Regions from separate parts of the Hordeum vulgare genome. Here region 1 is linked to region 2. A link is a contact called in public Hi-C data. All regions are on one chromosome and are shown on one strand. Each heading gives the region's core, a stretch centred on a gene start, on an enhancer-like site or on the middle of the called end of the contact. The rest is flanking DNA. Distances are from core to core; before and after follow the strand shown.

What was found. A called contact is a pair of places that touch in the nucleus more often than the background predicts.
Region 1: a Hi-C map of seedling shows a contact between it and region 2, with 2.5 times the contacts expected there. The contact joins two enhancer-like sites. A contact is called at or near these places in 2 of 6 Hi-C or Micro-C datasets (leaf and seedling).

Annotation. Positions count from the first base shown.
Region 1 is chr1H:373,380,362-373,386,542 of MorexV3_pseudomolecules_assembly, reverse strand. No RefSeq gene overlaps it. Among protein-coding and RNA genes, the nearest start is that of LOC123438304, 330 kb to the right of the region's middle. Within about 2 kb of position 1,807, at least 3 of the 3 cell types and tissues checked have open chromatin away from gene starts, as enhancers often do. A contact at or near this core is called in leaf and seedling, where this site is marked.
Region 2 is chr1H:373,185,848-373,191,767 of MorexV3_pseudomolecules_assembly, reverse strand. No RefSeq gene overlaps it. Among protein-coding and RNA genes, the nearest start is that of LOC123438304, 140 kb to the right of the region's middle. Within about 2 kb of position 2,002, at least 2 of the 3 cell types and tissues checked have open chromatin away from gene starts, as enhancers often do. A contact at or near this core is called in leaf and seedling, where this site is marked.

The DNA of each region.
Region 1 (6,181 bases), core at 558-3,057, 190 kb before region 2:
CTAACAAACAAGGGGAGCTCCTATCATCGCATTATGTGGAAAACAGACTCCTCTTTGCGAGGGTGCGTCCGTATGAGCCGACCCTTTTGAGTTGAATGAACCGAGCTGTCTGGCGAAAAAAAAACATTACAACGGGTTGTTCGGCCTTCCTAGCAGTGCATCGCCCCTATGCGTGTGAGCGAGAACGTGCCGCAGAGAGCGACAGGTAGGAGCTCCCACGTAGGAGGTCCCCCTCACTGTTGGCTGACAAACAAGGGGAGCTCCTATTCACCGTATTATGTAGCAAGCAGACCCCCTTTGCATAGGACGCGTCCGTATGGACTGGCCCATTTTCGAGTTGAACGAACCAAGCTGCCTCGCAAAAAAAGAAAAATAACATTGTGTCGCGCATGCTGGGATTCTAACTAGAGACTTCGTGCTTGTGCATGAGTCCAGCTAATGAGCAGAGCAAACTATAAAGTCCTAAATTTTGCGGTTTAAACTGAACATTACTTAAAAAATGCAAATCATGCTTCAAATTCCAAACAGTTTAATTTAGTTAGGAATATTTTGAAACAAATGTGAATAAATTTTAAAATTTCACATTATCTTTTCAAACTATGAATAAATTTTGAACTTTCCATTTTTTTGTAAATGTGAACATTTTTCCAATTTGTAAACAACACTAAAAAAATGGACATCATTTGAAATTATAAAGAATCTATTTAAAACAAAAAAAATCAATTTTTCAGAAAATTGTTTTACACGTGAACTTTTTCCAAAATTCCAAAACAAGTTTGAAAATGTGAACATTTTTGAATTTGTGAAAAATATAAAAATGGGGACAAAATGTTAGAATCGGAACAAAATTTTAGAATAAGAACAATTGGAAAATCCTAATTTTTTGGGAAATGCGAACATCTTCTATATATTGAACACAAATCGAAACCCAAACTTTTTTCAAAACTTTCGAATATTTTTTGAATTGATTAAATAATTATAAAAGAGAAACAACTTTTGAATACATGCACAAAAAATTTCAAAACAACAACATTTTTAAATTTTCTGAGAAAATTAAGATTTGAAATCCCGCTCAATTTTTGAAAAGTTCTGAAAATATTGAACGAAAAACTTCTGAACAAATTTTGGAAAATAAGAAAAAATATTGAAATGCACAAAGAATTTCTTAAAAACACAAACATTATTTGAATTTATTGACAATTTTTGAATACATTACCATTTTAAAAAGAGTAGAACTTTATTTTGGATAAAGATTGAAAATTACGTATTTCAAACATTTTTTAAGATCTCAACCTTTTTCAAATTTGTGAACAAAACCTTCTATCAGATAGGTATTTTGAAATTCTAAACATGTTTTTCAATTTACGAACATTATTGAAATTTGGGAACAAAATTTGAAAACAAGAACATTTTTCTAAAAGTTTTTTTTGAGAAACGCAGAACATTTTTGAAACTTGGAAAAAATAAAGAAAACACTTGAAAAAGGTTAAAAATAAGATAGAAAGAAAAAGAAAAATAGAAAATGAAGAAAAGAAAAATAGGAAAAAGAAATAGAAGAAGGAAAAGAAAAGAAAAAACGGTTCAGGAATCTCCTAGAAGGTTCACAAAACCAGAAAACCGGCGGGGAACCATCTAGTAGTTTACTAAAACCGAAATCGAACAAACGTTCAAAGGTTTTAACGGACAGGCCCATCCAGGCGTCACCCGACAACTTTCCGCAACAAATGGCAAATAAGAATTTCCGACAAACAACATGGCGACTGTATCAGGAGCTCCTATGCGTCGCGCATTGCCGCAAGTAGTCAGTCAGACGCATAGGGGTAGCGCCCCCAACTAGACCAGCCCATCTTCGGCTCGCCCGCAAGTCAGCGGGTCCAATTTTTTTTGTTTGAAAAAAATCTAGTAGTAGTTTTTCTACTTTTTGCAATTTCGGTTTTTTCTCGAATTTTGGAACATTTTTTTCAAATTTCGGAATATTTTTTCAAATTTTAGAACATTTTTCTTGAAAAATCCGAAATATTTAAATAAAAATTCCAGCACATTTTAGCAAATTGTGGAACATTTTTTCAAATTCCGAAAGAAAATCAAATTTCAAATCATTTTTTTAATTCCGGAACATTTTTCAAATTTCAAAACATTTTTCAAATTCCAGAACATTGTTTGATACATGGTCGACATTTTTCTAGGCACTTTTTAACATTTAGATAATGGTTGATTAGCATTTTAATTGCAAGATTAAATTTGTTAAACATGATTAACATTTGTTAAACATGACTAACATTCTTTTGTATATGCATTTAACATTTGAAAGGAAAACGCTTAGTATCAACCTGTGGATTTTTACTCGTGCATGTGCCATCTTGGAGAAGCAATTCATATTCTTTGTGTATACCTTCTTTCCTTCCCGAATCATCAAGCATCTTCCATTATGCTACATGATCGGAGATGTTAGCTATCATAAAGACACCCACGAGTAGATCCAACCCGTGTCCATCGGCCACGGCCACGAAGGTAGCATGCTAGCATACATGGCCATGCAGGGCCGGTTCATACATTTCAGAGGCCCTGGGGCGAGATAACAAAATGGGGTCCTTGTAGATAGATAAAAATTTGAAATTTATCATATTTCAACAGCAATTCAGTAATCAGTACATAGTATAGATCAATGGTCTTTGAACAGGGACAATGAAACGCACGCCACATGTTATTTATTTGTAATAATCTAGAGAAGTACAACATAGTAGTACGGAAACAATATAGTTGTACAAAAGACCACTCTTCTAAGTGGCACAAAGAGACCATCATTTCATCAATTGATCTGCAAAACAAAAACCCATGTCAAAACTGGTAGCAAACTTAGCACTTCATGTTTACATTGATGTTCAGATCTACGAAACTTACATTGGTTTCTAGCCTCCCCAATCTGCATGTTCTTCACTTCATGTCTTCACCCGGAAATTTTTTCTCTAAGGCTTCCTGCATAAGGCACAACAAAGCAAGCTTAGCACTTCATGTTTATACTATGAAGATATGATCTTGGTGTTTCTTCTAACACTTCGAGAAGCAAAGTCATCAATAATCACATCAACATTTATTTCATCCAGTTTATCTTCTCAATGCGTAAAGTAGCAAGACCATTCAATCTTTCCTATGACATTGTTGATTTCAAATAATTTTCAATAGCTTCAACTTTGAGAAACTACGTTGAGCTGATGCTACAGTGACTGGTACAGTAAATAAAATTCGATAAGCTATTAATATATTTGGAAAACAACCTATGTCTCTAACATACTCAAAAATCTCCATAGCACGCAATGGCACATCAGAATCTGCTAAAGTCATTTGCAACATTCATAATTCTGAAAAGAGCTCATCTAATTCAACACCACCTCGAGAAAAACGCTTCTACAAATTTAGCACAACATTTGCGTAATTCAACATCATTCAACGTCTTCAAATCTTTCGAGTTAAGTAAAAAGCCAAATATACTTTGGAACACTTTAAGTTCTTCAAATGTGTTTTTTAGAGATACTTTTTGCAACATCAACCATAACTAAGAAGTAATTAACTTCAAACGCCTTCCCGGCTAATAGAACTTCTTCAACATTATCAGGTTCATCAAATTGCTTCTTCCTAGTAACATTACGTTTTACTAGAAACGATGGATATATTTCCATTTCTGATGCAAGTCCTTTCGCAATCGTTAAACTAGATGCAAATCCTTCATTTCTGTAATTTTCAAAAAAAAGCATCATTCCTTCAATTTGCTGCAAAGTAGAGTCAACACACATGGTCACAGACTGCAACTTTTTGCTCACCGTGTTCACAACAAATAAAATGTCATGACAAATGACCATGCCTAGTAAAATGTCATGCAAAAATATATTCTCTTCTCTTAGAGGCCCCTTCTCTACCAAAATATGCCTAGCTTTATCATCCAAATTATTCCAGTGTCGTGGATCTAAGATATCAGCAGTAAAAGGTTGTTGTTCACCAACACTTGGAATTTGTTAATTTGTTGAATCAGCTAGATTTTCATGCTCCCTAAGATTAATTTCATCCTCGTTGGTTACATAATCTTCATCTAAATTTTCAGTTTGCTGCTCTTCAACAGTCACTATGGCCAATTGCAAGGAGTTCCTAGAAGAACTAACTATTCTATTTTTTAATTGAACCTTTCTCGGATTCTATTAGTTCATCTCTGTATTTTTTCTCTTCCTTTTCTCACTACCAGATAAACATTTTCTAAAGACATGTCACCAATCAATTTGCAAAAAAAAGAGTCAATACAGGGAACAAAAGCACCTGGATATGGGCTCGATGTGAAATTGTCGATGTGAAATCTTCCCTGTGCTCCCTACACTCTCTATGTATCAAGAATAAATCAGTTTTCGTAGAGGAGTAGAGGACTAAGTAGCAGAGAAAATGAGAAATGGCAACCTGCTTGCTCCAGCCTCCAGAGATGCACCTGCGCAGGCCCTGCCCCTGCACCGGCGAGTAGAGAAGGGGCCCTGCCTCGAATCTGGACTCTGGAGGAGGGGCTCTCCACCGGCGAGTAGAAAAGGGGCTCTCCACCGCCACATGCCATGCACCGGCGAGTAGAGAAGGCGATGTCCTTTCCAGTTCCCCTGCTCCCAAATTCCGAATCCGAAGGAGGAGTCTCTCAGCTATTTAACATCAAATCTGCAGGACTGCGGGATTGGGGAAGGAGGGAGAAGATTGGGGAAGGGAAATCACCATTGGTCTCCATTAATGGCGGCACGGGATCGACGGCCTTGTCGCCTCGAATCACGCGCGGGACTACGGGAGTCGCGGCGTTGTTCCTCGAATCTGGACTCTGGAGGCGAGGCGACCGCAGGAGGTGAGGCAACGAGAGTGGTAACAGGCTCGCTAGTCGCTAGGTGCTGCGGTGCTCGACCGATCCCCCTACCTCCCAGGGGCCCAGGGCGGGCGCCCCGTTGCCCCGGCCTGTGGGCCGGCCCTGTGGCCATACAAAGCCTCTAATGGACATCACAATCCGGTCGTGGGCTATAACAGCAAGCACCATGGAGGTAGCATGCAAACTCGTCAGCTAACGCGACTAGCGATGGGGATTGGTGCCACTCGGGCCGGGAGCTCACACGTGGATGGCCTTGTGGTTCGTTGTGGCAACGCTTACGACGATGGTGTTGTCAGCAACGACGTCAATGTTTCTGTAACTTCAATTTTTGTTGATTTTTTGCAATCTCACCTTCAGTGAAAAAGTTTGCTCCCCAACAACACTCATGTTACACAAAAAGTGAAGGCAAAAAAGATCTATGGACATATCCGCAACATGATCTCTATTGCAAAAAAAATCTACCATATGACCTTCTTGGCAAAAATAAAAGTACAAAGATGTTTCCGTAACACGATCTTTGTTGCCGAAAATATTATATAATGAAATTTACTGCAAAAAAGGTACAAACGTTCTCGTAACATAATCTCAGTTGCAAAAGATTATGCCACATAATCTATGTTGCAAAAGTTAGGATGCTCATTAGTCATCACACACTGATGACGCAAAATCTGGCAGCTAGCAACCCGACCGATGTAGGGGAACACGACAGAAAAAAAATCGGTACTGCAAGCATGCCGAGGATGACTACCAAATCGTAGCACGACAGAAGTAGAGTCGATGAAGATCGACGCCGCAGATCCCCGCAATTAGGATTTACAACCTCCCTATCATGAGGATGTTCCCTCTCATCGGTTCCTTTGACAGTCCCTTGGACGGTGTCAAGGCCGGTCACTCAAACAACCCTTTGGGAGGCACTCCCAAACTAAGGTATAAAGTACGATCTCACTACGTGGTTGCACACATACTGTGTCAGCTATCCGCAATGCTTCGCCGTCCAGAACTAGTTCTTGCGAGAACCCACATAGCCTTTCAGCTCTACAGAATTATTTCGGTGGGAGGGAGAGAGAGAGCCAGAGCATGCATGGCATTTTTATGAGAGTTAGAGTGATTGTTGAGAGCCCCTCTCCACCTCTATTTATAGTGAAACCAAGGGGTACGGTTGGCACAAAAAATTACCAAAACACCCACACTTTTATGTCACACACAAAGGGCATAAAGGGCATAAAAGTATGGCAAGTGGAACTCCATGGAGGAGCACCATCCTTGGACGTCCAACACCTTGTGCCCCCCCACACAAAAAGG
Region 2 (5,920 bases), core at 753-3,252:
GAGAGTTGGAGTGAGTGTGGAGAGCTCCTATGTGCCTCTCTTTATAGGAAAACCAAGGGGTAGGGTTGGCACAAAAAATTACCAAAACACCCACACTTTATGCCACACATAAAGGGCATAAATGTCATAAAAGATGGCAAGCGAAGTTCCATGCTGGAGAACCGCCCTCGAACGTCCAACACCTTGTGCCCCCCCCCCCCCCAAAAAAAAGGGGTTCCCACCCTTCCGTGCTATCCCTAGATATTTTGGGAAGATTCCCTTTAGATATTTTCCTCAAAAGCAACCAATTAGTGCTTTTCACTATTCATCAAAACATTTTTCTGCGTCTGAAAAATCTAAAAGTTTTTCTATAGGCCTAGAACATGTCAAGTACCCACTAAAATAGATCTTGATGTGTGCCTAATCAATGATTTTCTCTTGCAAAAAGCGACCAAGAAATTTTCTTCGCCTCCAGAACATTTCTGATTTTTTTGCTGTAGAATAATTTCCAAAAGTCCCCAGAACAATTATGGCACTTCCGAAAAGTTCCGCACATATGCCAAAAACCTTTTTGGCTTAATGGTTTAGTCCAAAACAACATTTTAGTTTTACCGAAACTTTTTCGGTGTTCTCTCCGAAACCTTTCCGTTTTCTCCAAAGCTTGTCCGACGAATTTCTCTCATATTCCATGTCTAGTATTCAGTAGAGAGATGACCCTTAAGTGTGTGACCCTATAGGTTCGGTGAAGTATATAGACATGACCTGGAACACTTCCCGATCAATAATCAATAGCAAAACCATGGACACCCATACTGATCCGTGTACCCACACAAATGAATATTCGACCGAACCTGTAGTTTGGTGTCTGCTATAAATGTTGCTTTGTGATATGATACAGACACCTCAGGTGACACTTGTCGGCATTCCCATGGATCAACAACTTGTCCACTATGTCAGTTACCTCGTTACCATTTTTGTTCATTTTTCTCGTTTCCGTATTTCGGCATCCTGGTGATCAAATCACATTGTGTCTGGCGAGACGACGATGTATACCGTAACACCGAGAGGGCCCTAAGAATATCTTCCATCGTCGGAGGAGAAAATCCCAATCTTGAGCTACCAAGTTACATGTCATACTTTTGTGTGAACCCATAAGCAGTCGTAATAGCCACCTTGTCACAGATGACGTTTAACAAACCCCAAAGTTCACGAAGTAAGTACAAAGGAACTCGGTACTCTCTTGGTCTAAGGAATTTTGCAAAGTTAACTTTTTATGTGTTATAAAGCATTTACTTGTGACCAATATATCTCATAGCATAGCATCAATTCGGTTTGATTCAACACAAATGTTCTTCTAACATTGTGCCCTCAAAGTTGTCAGCATAGTCTTGCCCATTACGAGGAAAACAAGATCATCATGAAATACTTGTGCTAGTCTTAAAGGCATAACTAGCAATACATTTTACCATTTATTATACCACACATGCACATGAATTTTCCTCCGAGCCTCGTGGTTATTGTACACTCAGGAATCATTGCACTTATAGCATGGAACATAAACATTCGTTACAAACTTGAAGATACAAAATACCTATTATTATTGCCTCTAGGGTATACATACAGTCAATCTTTTAAAAAGATCGGTCGACGGAGGCATAGCAGCGTCTCTTTTTAAATGCATGTTTAATACTCTCAAATGTTTGATTAACATTTTTAAAAATATATGATCAACTTTTTCACACACATTTTATATTTGTCATGTACACCAGAAACATTTTCTCTATACATTTAATATTTTTCAAATGCTTGATTACATTTTTCAAATGTTTTACGTAAAGTCTTTTAGGTGATATGTTTCTTAGAATATTTAGAATTATCAATAGAAGTAGAAAAAATAAAGCAGAAAGAAAAAAAGAAAGATCAACTAAAAAACGAGGTTGTGGCCTCCAGTGCACCTCGCGCGGCCCACCTGGAAGTACTCTTGGCGCGATGGTTCCCTAATTCTCGCCAATCCACGGCATGGAATCAAAGAGGCCCGCCCATATCATATCAGCTGAAAAATATCCACGAATTAGAGGTATTTATGGAAACATCCTATTCTTCGCTCTCTATGAAGCGGTGTCATGTCAGGGCTTCACATAGAGAGCGGGGAGGGGAGTGATTTTTGCAGCGCCCCACTTTTGGGAAGCTTTCGAGCCGATCTTTTCCGGTTTTGGGAAATTCTAAAAGGTTCCTAAACCGGTTTTCTCACTTAATTTTTTCTTTATTCTTTTATGTTTCATTTTTTTTCTTTTTTTTGGTTTCAAAAAATGTTTTTGGATTTACAAAAAATGTTTAGTATTTTCCAAAAAATATTCTGGATTTCAAAAAATGTTTTGTATCTTCAACAATTTTTTCTTAAATCTTCTTAAATTGTTCTAAAGATTCAAAAAATTCTCGGTTTCAAAATTTGTTCTTAAGATTCAAAATATGTTCCTGCTTTAAAAAATTGTTCTTTGTTTCAAATTTGTTCTGGTCTTTTTTTAAATTGTTGTTGATTTCAAAGTTTTGTTCTTAAGATTCAAAAAATGTTCGTGCTTTCAAAATTGCTTGCGCTTCCAAATTTGTTCAAGACTTTTCAAAATTCTTCTCGTTTTCAAAATTTGTTCTCAAGATTCAAAAAATATTTGTGCTTTAAAGCTTTGTTCACTCTTTCAAATTTGTTTAGGGATTTTCCAAATTGTTCTCCATTTTAAAATTTAGTTCTCAAGATTCAAAAAAATATTTGTGCTTGAAAAAATTCTTCGCGCTTCCAAATTTCTTCATTTTTTTCAAAATTGTTCTCCATTTTAAAATTTTGTTCTCTAGATTCAAAAATGATCATGCTTTAAAAAATTATTCGCGTTTCCAAATTTTTCAGGATTTTTGAAAAAAGTTCTCAGTTTCAAAATTTGTTCTCAAGATTCAAAAATGTTCGAGCTTTAAAACTTTGTTCGTGCTTACAATTTTGTTCGGGGTTTTTCAAAATTTTGTTCTTAAGATTCAAAAAATGTTCGTGCTTCCAAATTTGTTCAGGATTTTCCAAAATTATTCTCCGTTTCAAAAAAAAAAAATCACGATTCAAAAAATGTTTGTGCTTCAAAACATTGTTTGCGCATCCAAAAAAAATTCCAAGATTTTTCAAAACTGTTCTCGATTTCAAAATTTGTTCTCAATTTCAAAAAATGTTTGTGCTTTAAAAATTTGTTCACGCATACGAATTTGTTCGGGGTTTTCAAAATTGTTCTCCATTTCGAAATACTGTTCTCAAGAGTCAAAAAATGCTCATGCTTTCAAAAATTGTTTCCGCTTCCAAATTTGTTCACAATATTCAACATTGTTATCGGTTTTAAAATTTGTTCCATAGATTTCAAAAAATATTCGTGCTTTAAAATTTTGTTCGCGCTTTCAAATTTATTTTCCATTTTAAGAAAATGTTCAGGTTTTTAAAAAATGATGGGAAATTCGACATTTCTTTGTTTTCATAAAAAAGGAAAAAGGAAAAGAAATAAAAAACGAACTAAAATGCTAAAAAGGAAATAAGAAGAAAAGGAAATAAAGAAACAGAAAAGAAAAAAAGAACTCGGCCGGCCTAGTCGGACGACCACACTGTGCGTCCTCGGCACTCCGAGACGCACAATGCGGCATGTATGAGCCCCAATTTTTATGGGAGCTCCTATTGGTGCTTCACGCGCCAACTTTTTTTTGAGACAATTCCACGAAGCTTTATTAATTCGTCACAATGTTTACAAGGACGGATGACACATTTCCTGGATGTCTTAACCAAACATGGCGGCTACCTCGCACGTTAAGAGCATGCTGCACTAAATTGTGAGCTTCAGAACTGGAACTGCTACGTTCGTAAACGAACTTACAAGAATGAAAAGAAATTGAAATGTCTAAAATTTCTTGAGCTATCGCACCGTAGGTTGCCGAGGTTCGATTCAGGATATCATTTACTACTACCTCACAATGTGAGGCAACGTGGATGTTTTGAATGTATAGATCATTCGCCACTGCAAGAGCTTGTGTGGTAGCCAAAGCTTCCATGGTAGGTGGATCTAAAATAAATCCGAAAAAAACGCCGCAGCTCCCACGAAAGTGCCCCTGATCCCTCGAGATGACACCAACAGACCCAAAGCCATGTCTAGAGACAACTCGAGCGGCATTTAACTTAGCAATGCCAGGTGCGGGAGGGATCCATTGTGGCACTTGTTGTGGGGGATTGCTGATCCTAGCACGAACATATTTGTTGTTGATCTCGCTCAGCTCCCCAAGATACGAGTTGATGAAGCCGTGTACGACTGCCGGCGAATGAAAAACGTCCTCATGAATTGCTTTCCTCCTAGCTCCCCAGATTGCCCATAGGGTCCCCATGAGGCGGGCAAAATCATCTTCTGCCAAAATTTCATGTAATGCAAAGATCCAATCCTTGGCGTTGTCCTCCATATGATTGCTCATTGCCTCCACTATATGTCCTTTGCTAGCACCCAAACACTGCTTCCCATAGGGCAGGTTAGTAGTGCATGTCGCCAAGTATCTCGGGCACCACACAAAGCACACATATCGATTGTCGCTATTTTTTGGTGCTACATCAGAATACCACATGGGATAGATTGTCTTGCCAATCTCCAAACGAAAACCCAAAGTTTTGAGGGAACTTCGATGTGCCAAATAGATGTTCATTGATTATTTCCAGATTCAATCACCAACGTACCCGCTTGCTCATCAATCGAGCCCTCTCTACTAAGCTTTTTGCGCATGATCATCCAATATGCCGATCAAACAGAGAATTTTCCCTTGCTACCGGCATGCCAAGCCCAGAAATCTGATGCGAATCGCGTACACAATGGAATCTTGAGGATATCTTCCGCATCAAAATGTGTGAACACCTGTCTAACCAACTTCTCGTTCCAGGAAGCAGTGGTAGTGTCAATGAGCTGAGCAACCAAAACCGGGGGGTTAGGCACCAGAGGGGTGATCGGTCTTTTGAAGCTATCTCGCGGAATCTAGTTATGGGTCCAAATGCCTGTGCTTGCCCCGTCCCCAATCCTTTGAATAACTCCCTGTGCAAGGATGTCTCGAGCATCCAAAATTGCCCGCAAAATCTAAGAGGGGTGGCCTCCCAACTCTGCCTCTAACAAGTTACAATTAGGAAAATACACAGCCTTCAGAATCCTTGCGCTCAGGGAAGTATCATCGGTCAATACGAGCGAGGCTTGTCTTGCAAGTAGGGCCAGATTAATGATCTCCGGGTCACGAAAACCCAAACCTCCAAGGTACTTTGGCGAGTCATGATGTCCCATGCCACCCAACAAGGTTTTATATTTTCTTGCTTTGAGCCCCATCAAAATTGTCGAATAATCGAAGTGATGCTTTCACATAACACCCTTGGTAGCCGAAAACAAGACATGGAAAACACCGGGATAGCTTGTGTGACAGATTTGATCAAGATTTCCTTCCCAGCTGCATACAGTAACTTCTCCATCCACCCCTTGATCTTCTCCCCCACACGATCTCTAAGATATTTAAAGGTACCATTCTTGGAGTGTCCAACATCAGTAGGAATTCCCAAATAGCGCTCACTTAGGGTTTCATTATGTACCTGTATAGAATTCTTCACTTCTTCTCTCATTGAGACCGGGCATCCCTTGCTAAAGAAAATTGAATATTTAGCATGATTTACTCTCTTCCCCGTTGCACTACAATATCTCTCCAATAGCTTTAACACCGCCACCGATTCCTCCACATTGGCCTTGAAAAGAAACATTTGTCATATGGAAATAGGAGGTGACTAATGGTGGGAGCCGAAGGGGCCACCTTAATACTTGATACGATAGATGACTGAGAACTGGATTTCACGAGGCACGAAAGGCCCTCTGCTGCAATCAAGAACAAGTAAGGGGATATTGGGTCTCCTTGT